Linked DNA regions of Mus musculus: all the other regions are linked to region 3. A link is a contact called in public HiCAR-type and HiChIP or PLAC-seq data. All regions are on one chromosome and are shown on one strand. Each heading gives the region's core, a stretch centred on a gene start, on an enhancer-like site or on the middle of the called end of the contact. The rest is flanking DNA. Distances are from core to core; before and after follow the strand shown. Region 1 has its middle 16 kb from the start of Enc1. Region 2 has its middle 19 kb from the start of Gm41031. Region 3 overlaps Lncenc1 (long non-coding RNA, embryonic stem cells expressed 1). Region 4 overlaps Gm41031 (a long non-coding RNA gene).

Evidence for each region. HiCAR-type assays count read pairs that join an accessible place to other places. HiChIP or PLAC-seq counts read pairs in DNA pulled down with a chosen protein or histone mark.
Region 1: an H3K4me3 HiChIP or PLAC-seq map of embryonic stem cells shows a contact between it and region 3, with 18 read pairs. The contact joins two enhancer-like sites. A contact is called at or near these places in 2 of 15 datasets of contacts at CTCF or cohesin (both in embryonic stem cells), 34 of 484 Hi-C or Micro-C datasets (beige adipocytes, differentiating embryonic stem cells, embryonic stem cells and 1 more), 22 of 115 datasets of contacts at active chromatin or transcription factors (astrocytes, craniofacial prominence, embryonic basal ganglia and 8 more) and 1 of 9 other capture datasets (embryonic stem cells).
Region 2: a HiCAR-type map of embryonic stem cells shows a contact between it and region 3, with 3 times the contacts expected there. The contact joins two enhancer-like sites. A contact is called at or near these places in 6 of 115 datasets of contacts at active chromatin or transcription factors (embryonic stem cells, extraembryonic endoderm stem cells and fibro-adipogenic progenitors) and 1 of 9 other capture datasets (embryonic stem cells).
Region 4: a contact with region 3 is called in a HiCAR-type map of embryonic stem cells, with 2.8 times the contacts expected there. The contact joins two enhancer-like sites. A contact is called at or near these places in 3 of 115 datasets of contacts at active chromatin or transcription factors (all in embryonic stem cells) and 1 of 9 other capture datasets (embryonic stem cells).

The regions. Positions count from the first base shown.
Region 1 is chr13:97,223,743-97,226,583 of GRCm38.p6, reverse strand. No RefSeq gene overlaps it. Among named protein-coding and RNA genes, the nearest start is that of Enc1, 16 kb to the left of the region's middle. Within about 2 kb of position 1,458, at least 20 of the 459 cell types and tissues checked have an H3K27ac peak or open chromatin away from gene starts, as enhancers often do. A contact at or near this core is called in embryonic stem cells, where this site is marked.
Region 2 is chr13:97,844,032-97,846,731 of GRCm38.p6, reverse strand. No RefSeq gene overlaps it. Among named protein-coding and RNA genes, the nearest start is that of Gm41031, 19 kb to the right of the region's middle. Within about 2 kb of position 1,326, at least 6 of the 459 cell types and tissues checked have an H3K27ac peak or open chromatin away from gene starts, as enhancers often do. A contact at or near this core is called in embryonic stem cells, where this site is marked.
Region 3 is chr13:97,493,433-97,496,430 of GRCm38.p6, reverse strand. It overlaps Lncenc1 (long non-coding RNA, embryonic stem cells expressed 1), which reads right to left. Exons shown (of 2, transcript NR_110432.1): 2 at 1-2,026. Among named protein-coding and RNA genes, the nearest start is that of Gm41030, 32 kb to the left of the region's middle. Within about 2 kb of position 1,425, at least 6 of the 459 cell types and tissues checked have an H3K27ac peak or open chromatin away from gene starts, as enhancers often do. A contact at or near this core is called in embryonic stem cells, where this site is marked.
Region 4 is chr13:97,818,646-97,821,611 of GRCm38.p6, reverse strand. The region is part of intron 1 of Gm41031 (a long non-coding RNA gene); the gene reads left to right. Among named protein-coding and RNA genes, the nearest start is that of Gm41031, 5.9 kb to the left of the region's middle. Within about 2 kb of position 1,346, at least 10 of the 459 cell types and tissues checked have an H3K27ac peak or open chromatin away from gene starts, as enhancers often do. A contact at or near this core is called in embryonic stem cells, where this site is marked.

The DNA of each region.
Region 1 (2,841 bases), core at 209-2,708, 270 kb after region 3:
TGTTGTCTTTTCCAATTAGGACCTACCAGGGGTAGATAGGCTAAGAGTTCGGGGGTTAAGGCTGATGACTGACAGTTAGTGAATAAAGAGGACATGTATTTGAAAAGAAGCAAGAAGCAGTAGATGACAGGGTTTCAGAGGAGAGAAAGGGGAGAGCAATTGTATTATAATCTCATAAGCAAGAGAAATTATTAAAAACCAAAGAAAGTGCTTGCTGAGCCACCTTGAGGACCAGTGTTTAGACCCCACATAACAAGCTGAGAGTCCTACTAAGAACTGTGATCCAATACCCTCCTCTGGCCTCCCATACTATGATGAGCTCATACACTCTCTGTCTCTGTCTCTGTCTCTCTCTGTGTCTCTCTTTCTCTGTCTGTCTCTCTCTCTCTCTGTCTGTCTGTCTCTCTCTCTGTCTCTTTCTCTGTCTCTCTTCTCTCTTTTTCTGTACCTCTCTCTATTTCTCTCATACATACACAAATAAATAAATAATTTAAAAAAGGAACTACTACTCACATCTGTGCCCAACTAATGTGATATTGTACTGAATTATTCATTTTAATGCTTCCTAAGGCTGGCGAGATGGCTCAGCTGGTAAAGACTATTGCCACTAAGCCTGACCAGGTTCGACCCCTACCAGCTCCCAAGGGGTGGCCTCTAACTTACAGCATGGCACACACACAAAATAAATAAGTGTGATTAAAAATATAGCTTCCTAAATCTCTTCTACGTGTACTTAGTCAGCATGTTATTGTCCTAATGGGTAATTGTTTTAACTCCATTAAAATAATGACTCTCATTTGTATTATTTTTCACATGTACAATATCATTTAGTCTCAAAAAAAATGCAAACGTCTCAAAATGATCTCCATTTATGGATAAGAACACCAGTGTTTAGAAAGATCTGGTTATGTGCCTGAGGTCTCTCAGCTGTCAACAGCAAATCCGAGACTCCAGCTGAAGTTACCTGTTACATAAATATTCTAATTAAAAAAGGAAACCAGGGCATTTTGAAAAATTCTTCAAGGAAAAGAAAATATTCCGAGTAACCTAGAAAAGGCTATCCAATGGCTACTTCATCAATCACGGCAAGGACACTTAACAGGAAGGAAACCTGAGGAGAGTGGGGCCACCTTGGGGCTGGTCTAAGCAGATCCAAAAGAAACACGCACTCAGCTCCTTAAAACCCCACAGCTTAACCGAAGCGGCCTCCCGGGAAGCAGCACAAGGAGAGGCGCGCGCATAGCATCTTCCATCTTCCCCCGCGCTGGTGCTACTGGCCAACCGCACGCCACCTTCCGCCTTCATTGCTTCCCTTGGTCACTGCATAAACCTTCCTACTACGAATTGAATCGTTTTAGTCTTTCAGCTGCGCCTGAGCAGTTACTTCTGTCAACACAGGGATAGGAGGCAGAACAGACTTTCAAGGTTGAAAATTAAAATAAAGCGAGTGGGTGTGCATGCATACGTGAGTGCTTGCGGGCTTTTGTTGTTCCTGTCTCAGTCTCATGAACTAACTAGTCACTCCTCCCCCTGAGGACCTGTGTAGAGACCCTCATCATCACCTCTGGCCACGTTGTTATCTTTGTTGGCTCTATATACCAAACACTCTGGTCTGGAGACCTGCGTTCACACTTTCCAAAAATCACATGATCAGGCTCTCTCTCTCTCTCCCTCCCTCCCTCCCTCTCCCTGCCCCCCCCCCCACCACCACGCACAAGTCTCTCCTTCAATGTCTAGACTCTAAGCTAACAAGTCCCCTCCTCCTGCCTCACTCTGCCTCATTTTTCTCCAGAACTCCACCTCGTGAGTAGAGTCCTGATACTCCAGCCTCCATCTCCCAAGTGCTAGGATTACAAGACTGTGTCACCATTTCAGCTTTACTTAGTGCTGGGTATCAACCCCAGGGCTTTGTGCATTCTAAGCAAGCCCTCTAAGGACTCGGCTACATCCACATCCTTTCCCTCGGTCACATTTTGTAACAAATCCCTGATACTTTGTAACGAACCTCTGTACTCTATACTCTTCTTTGACTGCTCACTATTAACTCGGCCTCCCAGGTTGTCAGGCGTCCTTTGTCCCCAGCCTCCCCCTTTGCTGTGTGTACAAAGTCCAGGCTTTCCTGTTCAGTTTCAAATTGAGCAACATAGTCTCTGACTCCGATACACTGGTGTTCCCCAAACCTCCAAGGCAGGTGTTCACACATCTGGACGATGGCAGATAATTGACTTCCAGAGATGTCAGCTGTCTTTAGGCCCAGAATAAGGGGCTCCAGAACCTTTGGCTGGGGAACATTCTAGTGTCTGTGAGCTGAGCACCACAGCACCGGGGACTTTATCAGACGTAGCTGGACGCATCCTAGGGACACGTCTGGAAATAAGGAGAATGAAGACCAAGGCACCTGAATTTGAAGACCAGCACCCTCTGGCAAATTGCCAGCTCCCAGAGGTCTCTGATGCTTCTCAGTGAGCACTCTCCTGGAGGACCACCAACCGTGTCAATTAGGAAAGGAGCCTGTGCAGTTAGGAAGTTGATGTTGTTCAGAGAGAGGCCTGGCCCTTGCCCTTAGCTTCTGTCTTCATTTAGAGGCAGTGCCCAGACCCACCACAGTGCAAAGTGGGAGCTTCCCGGTGAGAAAGACCGACCAAGTGATTTACGGTGGGGGCTTTAGCATCACATCTGGGTCATCCTGGATGCTGAAATGGACCAGATCCACATTCGATCAAGCCTGTAAAATGGGGTCCTGATAAAACCTCTGAACACCAAGGTTTAGGTGAGTTTTCCTGTCTGATAATAGTCCTGTGTACTGTCAGACAGTACACAGTGTCACACAGCGCATCAGCG
Region 2 (2,700 bases), core at 77-2,576, 350 kb before region 3:
GTGGCTTGGAGTCTCTGGCCTGCCACTCATGGGTGGCCTTGAGCAGATGGTTTTAGTTCTCCAATATTCAGATTTTTTTTTTAAAATCTAAATGTTGATAGTGTAGAGGTTATAGGTGACATGATATCTACAAAAGCACTTAGCACAACAGCTCATACGGAGCCAAGGATTAATAAATAGATTTTTGAACATTATTATTATGAGGCTTAGCAATTCTAAAACAACAAAGCAAAGGACGTTTACAGAAGTTCAAAGAATGGTTGGTAAATGTCATGAAGGGGAGATCTGCAATTGGCATGGAAAGACAGCTGAGGATCACGGTTCTGAGAAGTCAGAAGGTTGGAGGAAGTCTAGGGAGGACAAGAACCAAGCTCAGGGGACAGGCAGGGACACCAGGCTGGGCAGGCTGATGTGAAAGATTTCCTGGAATAATGCTGACAGTCATAAGGAAAGCGTGAACAAGGCTCCTACTGTGGAGAGGGCGAGTGCTCTCTTCAGTAATAGGATGAGACAAGAAAGGATGCTTTAAAAATTAGTAACCAACGTTCTAAGACAAATTGCAAAATAAGTGCAAGCAATCAGAGGCCACAGGTCAGCATTGCTGCAGATGGGCCCGCTGATATGCCCCTGGTGGAAGGCAGCTTGGCTTTCCGGAGAGCACTTTGATTGCAATTGATAACAATCATTAATTTCTCTTCAAAGTACTGATCCTGGAGCACATTCATTTATAATCAAAGAGGCATAAAGAATTATGTGCATTAAACAACCCCAAACACTTGGATACAACTCAAATGTTCACTGATGATGGAATTCTGGAATATTCTAAGCACCAATACGCCCATATTGTGGGTTTTTTTTTTCAGCATTTCAATATACTGAGGTAAATTTACATGGCTGATGTGGTACTATATGTAAAAGAAGTTGGTTGGTGAGAAGTTGAGAGTTGGCAAAAGTTGTAACAGTAAATTTGAGAACTCTATGTGTGTTTCCTAATGCACAGCAAAAGATCAGGAAGAAGACAAATCTAACTTTTCATGGTTGTCTCTGGAAAGAGGGAAATGGGGAGGAAGGTGTTCATACCTGGTAGGAAATAGGCCCAAACCATGAATAAAATATTTTCAAAGGAGACATTCAAATTATTAGAAGGAAAAAAAAAAAAAAAAGACCCACCAGTTAAAAGAAATGGAAACACATAACACATACAAATTTTTTACTTGCTAGACTGAATAGATTTTTCTTTTAAACAAAGACAGCGATGCCTGTATTGGGTCGAAGTTAGTACTTGTTAGCACAGTCTGGAGGAGGGTGTTTTAAGGAACAATTTGCAGCAAGCATCACACCCTGCCTCAGCAAATTTACTCTCAGGAATATCTCCTAAGGAAATGTGCCAGCTTAGTCCTCTCTCACCCACTTCAACGGTGCTTACAGTGGGAAAACAATACAATACAGAAGAACCCCAAAGAAACCAAAGTAGCAGCCCAAACCCACAAGCAAACGCCCAGCCCTGCTCTAGAAGTCTGTTTGAAAGGATGGTAGAGGCACACACAGATGCCAAGCAGCCATTCAGAAGGGTGGGGTGCTCCGCTTACTGACCTGGAAGCACACCAGCAAACGCATTCGAGGAGAAAGATACTGGAGAACAACCACAACGAACGCTCTGTTTTGAAGATACCTGTGTAGATAAGAGGAGTTCTGGGAGCTTGACCGCCAAGTGATGTGTCTAGGTTCCTTCATTCTGCTCGCTTTTATTTGCTCAGTCTTCTAGATCAAACACGGGTCACTAGGAGAAATAAACTGAATGCTCTAAAATGTTGAGAGAATTCATCGTAGGAGCAATAGACGAAGGTTACTTCCAGTTTTGCCATGATCCGGAGAGAGTGAAGATGACTTAGATCCACTCAGGGTGTCTATGTCTCACTGCGTATTAGAAGCATCTAGGCTGGCACCAAAATACAGAGGAGACCTTTCTGGGCAGGGTGTTTGTTGGTGCTGGTCTATTGTATCTGCTGGCACGTGGCAGATACACTGAACACTGGTAACCAGACATGGGCTCAGCACTCTAGGGACCAGAGTGGACTGTGGAGAGAAAGCTGTTTGGGGTTCAGATTGTGTTTCAAGAGTGAGATTTCTAAAAACAAACAAAAAATGAGAACAGTTTAACATTCTGTCCTACTTACCATGAACTCAAAACCTGACATACCCTGTAATCATCTGAAAAAGAGTCTCAGTTGAGTAACCATCTTTTATCAGATTCGTCTGTGGGCCTGTCTGTGAGGGATTGTCCTGAGTGTCTTAATTGACAGAGGGGGGCGCCCACCCACTGTGAGTCATCGTGGTCTTTCCCCTCCACGGTGGTCCAGCCAGGGCTGTGTAAGAAAGCTGGTCAAGAATGAGCCAGGATGTCAGACAACAGGTAGTGTTTCTCCATTTTTTTCTGATCTAGATTCTTGCCTTGAGTTCCTGTTCTAACTTCCTTGGTGATGACCTATGTCCTCTCCTCTCCAAGTCACTTCTGCTCGGAGTATTCTATCACAGCAATAGAAAGGAAACTAAATACAGTCCCATGGAGTTGACTTTGGTGAGCTTTCCTTCAGCATGTATAGCTCTCAAGCCCAAAGTGCTTCGCTGAGCAGGAGAATGATGGCGTCTGTGGCTACATTGCTCAAATGGAGGCACTTCTAGCATATTCTGAATGCTGAG
Region 3 (2,998 bases), core at 176-2,675:
GCAGTGCCTTAAGCACTGCCTTCAGGGGTGAAGCCATGTGTTCATCCCGGAAGGCAGGTGGATTATAGGGTCCTGTGTTTCCCAGAATGGCAAGTTGAAGCTGAAACTTCTCAGAATAACAAAGGGGAGTCACTGGGGAATTTAGGGGTTCTAGGACCTCTCTCAGGCCCTGAAGGAGCTGGAAAGATAGCTCGACCATTAAAATCACTGGGATCCAAAAGACCTGGGTTCAATTCCCAGAACCCACATGAAGGCTCACAAGCATCTGTAACTAACTCCACTTCCAGAGGATCCAATACCCTCTTCTGGGATTCATGGGCACCAAGCACATACCAGCTACACAGACAAAACATTCATTCACATAAAATAAACTAGTACTTTTTTAGAAAGAGATACTTGTCAGGCCAACAGAAACATGAAATACAGAGGGAAAGTTTGGGAGTTCCCAAAGCCAGCAACCACACAGTACACAGTAGCAGGTGGGAAGGCTTAAGCCAGAGTGGAGTGGTAAAGTGGGAGAAAATACACACAGACAAGACACTTTTGGACCGATCTGGCGATTGACGTATGGAGATTGAGCTGTGCACAGTGATACTGATGCTGGTGCACAGTGATGCTGATGCTGGTACACAGTGATACTGATGCTGGTGCACAGTGATGCTGATGCTGGTACACAGTCATGCTGATGCTGGTGCACAGTGATGCTGATGCTGGTGCACAGTGATGCTGATGCTGATACACAGTGATGCTGATGCTGGTGCACAGTGATGCTGATGCTGGTGCACAGTGATGCTGATGCTGATACACAGTGATGCTGATGCTGGTACACAGTGATGCTGATGCTGGTACACAGTGATGCTGATGCTGGTGCACAGTGATGCTGATGCTGGTACACAGTGATGCTGATGCTGGTGCACAGTGATGCTGATGCTGATACACAGTGATGCTGATGCTGGTGCACAGTGATGCTGATGCTGGTGCACAGTGATGCTGATGCTGATACACAGTGATGCTGATGCTGGTGCACAGTGATGCTGATGCTGGTGCACAGTGATACTGATGTTGGTGGTGACACTAGCACGCATGCAGGCAAGGTTCAGTGTCTAGAGTGAACTGTTGATCTAACCAGTGGCAGCATGAAGAGGTTGCAGATTGGCAGGCCTTTGTGTAGAGGTTCCCTCTGTCACACCACACAGATTTAGGACTGAAACTCAAAACCCATACAAAAACAATATTGAAATCACCAAAATGTAAAAAGGAGTCCCACTCGATGATGGCTAAAGGTGGTTTCAGCATGGAACCCTGAAGCAGAGCAGGAAAGGTCACACCCAGCAAAGAACAGGATGGCCCTGGCCCTTCCCCATTGTCCTCCCAGGTAAGAGCCAACAAAAAAGCTCTACTGTAGAAAAACACCAGTCACTTGGAATCCACACTTCCCTAGGCCCTAGGATCCAGAGAGAACTGGTACACAGCAAACCACAGGGGGAGAGATCACCGTACTCAAGAGAAATACTTTGATATGCAAATGATCAAGGAGAAAGACAGCTTTGAAGTGATTTACAGCTCCTAGTAATGAGAAAATACTATGAGATGATTTTATATCTTCAATAGAAGCTAAAAATGAGGTTCCTTTATGAAAGGACAGCAGAAAGCCAAAATACTAAAAGATCACCATGACCTAAGAGGCCAATGTCTGATAATTGTTGCAATCATGTCCTTAAGTTCTATGGATCCTGCTTCTGACAGTAGCTTAGAATGGTCCATCAGGGGAGCCTCTTTTCTTCATCTCAGATTCTCATCCCCTGCCTATAAAGATGTTCTTCATGTCATTTACCTATACCGACGAAACAGTGATCTAAAGACACCCTTTACCACAGGACGCTGGCCTGGTTATAACATCTACATTATCTTCTGTCCATAATCTCCAGATCCATGAGCCCAGCGCTGCTCTAGAAGGTCTGTGAGCGAGCTCAGCAAGTCTTTCTTTTGTCCTTAAGGTGCTTCAGTTCCAAGTCTGGTCAGGCTTCTGGAAGGTTCGAATGTTAAAAAAAAAGGGATCAGAGCAGTGGTTCTCAACCTTCCTAACACCACAGCCCTTTAATACAGTCCCTCATGTCGTGGTGACCCACCCCACACCCAACCACAAGATGATTTCATTGCTCCTTCATAACTAATGTTGCTACAGTTTTTTAATTATAATGAAAATATCTGATATACAAGATATCTGACACATCAAGGGTCGTGACCCACAGGTTATGAACTGCCGAGTTAAAATAACATATATGTGTTTTTGGGGGCAGGTCACAGATAAACCAAAAGAGACAGGGAAGTGCTTTTGTGTTATCCCGGTGGAAGGGACCACAGTGGAAGAGTGAACTAGGGGAAGGAAGTCCCTGATGCACAACCATGAAATCCTGCGCAGTTCCTTGAAAAGTCATGAGCTGGTGATATTAAACGGTAAACAGATGGCCACTCGTCCAGAAGGAGACAAAACCAGAAAGCTATTTTTGTTCTTTAAGCCTGAACTAAAGTGAAAGACCAACTGGATAGCCTTTAAGGCAAAGCGCTTATGTAACTTTTGGTCCACACTGAGCACTTTTAAGAGAAAGCCTCCCGATTTAACTATGAGGACGTGTTCACCCCACACTAGGGACCCTTCTAACACTTAGGCAACTAATGTAAAAGGTACTATCCACAAACCTTTAAGTATTAAATCACGGCTCAAAGGCTGACCTCTTCCAACACCTGTGCTTAGATGGCTTCATGACTGACTGAAATAGTCGGGCTTCCTGGCACATGGCAACCTTTCCATGAATGGTTGGGGAGCGAGAGGAGGAAAGGCTGAATTTCCCAATAATCGGTCCTTGGAAAAAATGCTCGCTGGCAGCCTTCGCGGCACGTGGCACTGGCACCACAGCACCACTTTAGCTGTAGTGAGCATACCTAGATGATTGCAGCTTGCATATTTCCGTGCTACCCAAGCAGAGCTGGAATGTGT
Region 4 (2,966 bases), core at 97-2,596, 330 kb before region 3:
TGTGTGTGTGTCATATGTGTCTGTGGGGTATGTGTGTGTATGTGTGTGGTGTGTGTCTGTGTGGTGTGAGTGTGAGTGCCTGTAGGTTATGAAATGCCACAAAAGGTAAAGGAGGCTGCATAGAGATCAAGGAGAGGAGTTTTCGAAGTGGAGGCAATAAGATCAGAACTTCAAGGTCATCATCTGCTACGTAACTTTAGAAACCAGTCTGGGATATAGGAAACCGCATCTCAGAAACAAATAAACAACAACAACAACAACAACCCTCCAAAGAGGCCCAAGAGACAGATTCAGGATGGTAGACGAATTCCCCCAGGAATAAAACATGCACCTTGCCAGGGTCACTGATACAGAGTCCAGCCAGAGCCTGAGGCTCATACTTTGAGCCAAGTCTCAGGGTCAAATCGAGCTGCTGAAGTGAGGCATAGGACTGTGAAGGCCACAGAAATGAAGAGCAGAGACAGGGTCAGAAATTCAAAGATGCCTTGGGGACCAAGCTGAGCTGAAGGCCCTGTGATTATCAGCTCTCTGCCTGTCCATTGTTTGATGTACACACCAGGTGATAGGATGAGAGCTTCTGGAAGGCACTTGAGAAAAATGAAAAAATCATACTGGGGAGGCTAGATTTAAGAGCTTATAGGTCATACCAGATTGAGGAAAGGGTATAATGCCCTTGCCTATAGCAACCTCTCGCCTAACGTGTGTGTGTGTGTGTGTGTGTGTGTGTGTGTGTGTGTGTGTGTGTGTGTGTGTGAGAGAGAGAGAGAGAGAGAGAGAGAGAGTGTGTGTGTGTGTGTGTGTGTGTGTGTGTGTGTGTTTGTGAAGAACCCGGGACTCCCCAGCTTGAATCCATTTTCCACCAGTGATCTGGCCTACTCAGCGCACGTCGGACCATTGGCTCACCTGTCTGAATCTGTCTCTGACCACTGTTTCTGGCTCCTTGTTGTGGTTGGCTCTGGGCTAAGTACTCAGGTGGCTTCTTGTGAACCAATCCCTTAATGAACAAAGGAGCCAATCACTGGGTGAGTAGGCGGGACTTCGAGGTTGGACAAAGGAAGAGAGGAAGCAGGGGAGAGTTAGGTCCTTTTTGGGATGGGACAGCAGAGAGGTAAGATGTAGCTGCTAGAGTTTCCCAGTAACATGGCAGATCCGCAAAGATTCGCCCCTAGAAGAATCAGATTTTAATAAGGTTTACAAAATTAGGTTTTAGTTGTCGTGCCCAGAGATTGAGTTACCATCGTTTCTGAGCTGAGTTTGTGTTGCGTTTTCCTTCACGTGGCAGCTCATCTGGGGTCAAGAGAGAAAGGTACAGCATCCAAGCATGGGTTTGCCAGATGTGTACCACAAAGGCCGTGGGGGATTTGAAACAGGGTTAGCATGGTAGCAACCTCCAGTGGGAACCTAGAGAGCTGGGTGGAGAGATTGTGGAGTTCTGAGTCAGTCTCCACGAGATAAAAACAGGTGGCCACTGCCCCGACAGTTCATGGCCTGTTTGGCTGCCAGGGCAGAGGCACAAGTGCGGGAACGTGCTGGGTCGGTTTTTTTTTTTTTTCCATTTTTTATTAGGTATTTAGCTCATTCACATTTCCAATGCTATACCAAAAGTCCCCCATACCCACCCATCCCCACTCCCCTACCCACCCACTCCCCCTTTTTGGCCCTGGTGTTCCCCTGTACTGGGGCATATAAAGTTTGCATGTCCAATGGGCCTCTCTTTCCAGTGATGGCCGACTAGGCCATCTTTTGATACATACGCAGCTAGAGTCAAGAGCTCCGGGGTACTGGTTAGTTCATAATGTTGTTCCACCTATAGGGTTGCAGATCCCTTTAGCTATTAAAAAGAATGAATTTATGAAATTCCTAGCCAAATGGATGGACCTGGAGGGCATCATCCTGAGTGAGGTAACACATTCACAAAGGAACTCACACAATATGTACTCACTGATAAGTGGATATTAGCCCCAAACCTAGTATACCCAAGATATAAGAATCAATTTGCTAAACACATGAAACTCAAGAAGAATGAAGACTGAAGTGTGGACACTATGCCCCTCCTTAGAATTGGGAACAAAACACCCATGGAAGGAGTTACAGAGACAAAGTTTGGAGCTGAGATGAAAGGATGGACCATGTAGAGACTGCCATATCCAGGGATCCACCCCATAATCAGCATCCAAACGCTGACACCATTGCATACACTAGCAAGATTTTATCGAAAGGGTCGTTTTTTAAAAATATTTTCCGAAACAGCTCCTGATCCGGGTGTGGTTTTTCTCAGCCTGGCTCAGTTTTGTTCACTCTCGAATCTGCTGCTTTTCTCCTAAACCTGGACGCCAGCAGTTTTCACTGGCAGCTCAGTCCCAGCTTGGCCTTGGCCTTTTTCTTCATGGACTCTTTCTCAACCCACTTTTGTAGACTGAGCTCTGCCGCACCTGGCTTAACTTGTATTCATTCTGTAACACACATACACACATAGATGCACACATACCACACACACACACACGTCCATACACATGCATACACACACAGCACATACACACCACACCATGCCATACACTTACATACACAAACCACATACCACAACACACACACACACACACACACACACACACACACGAATGCACAAATTGATTGATTTGCTATGTGCTATATACTATTTGATGTGAGAGTTTGTATTAATAATTAAGGTTAGGATGGAAAAGTCTGCATTCCTCACCCAAGCCACCAAGGCAGGAGGGTTTTGTGACACATTGTTGTTAGTAAATCTGCCAAACTTTGTGATTTTATTGTTCATCAAATCCTGACACTGCAGACAGACACACACATACACACACCTCTGTGTTTTTGGCACATTGTATTCAAGGGTGTGTGTATGTTCACATATAATTATAAACTCTAGATATTCCCAAGTATTATGCTTCTTCTTAATACAATGAACCTTTTAAAATTGTCTTCTGTAGATTGAA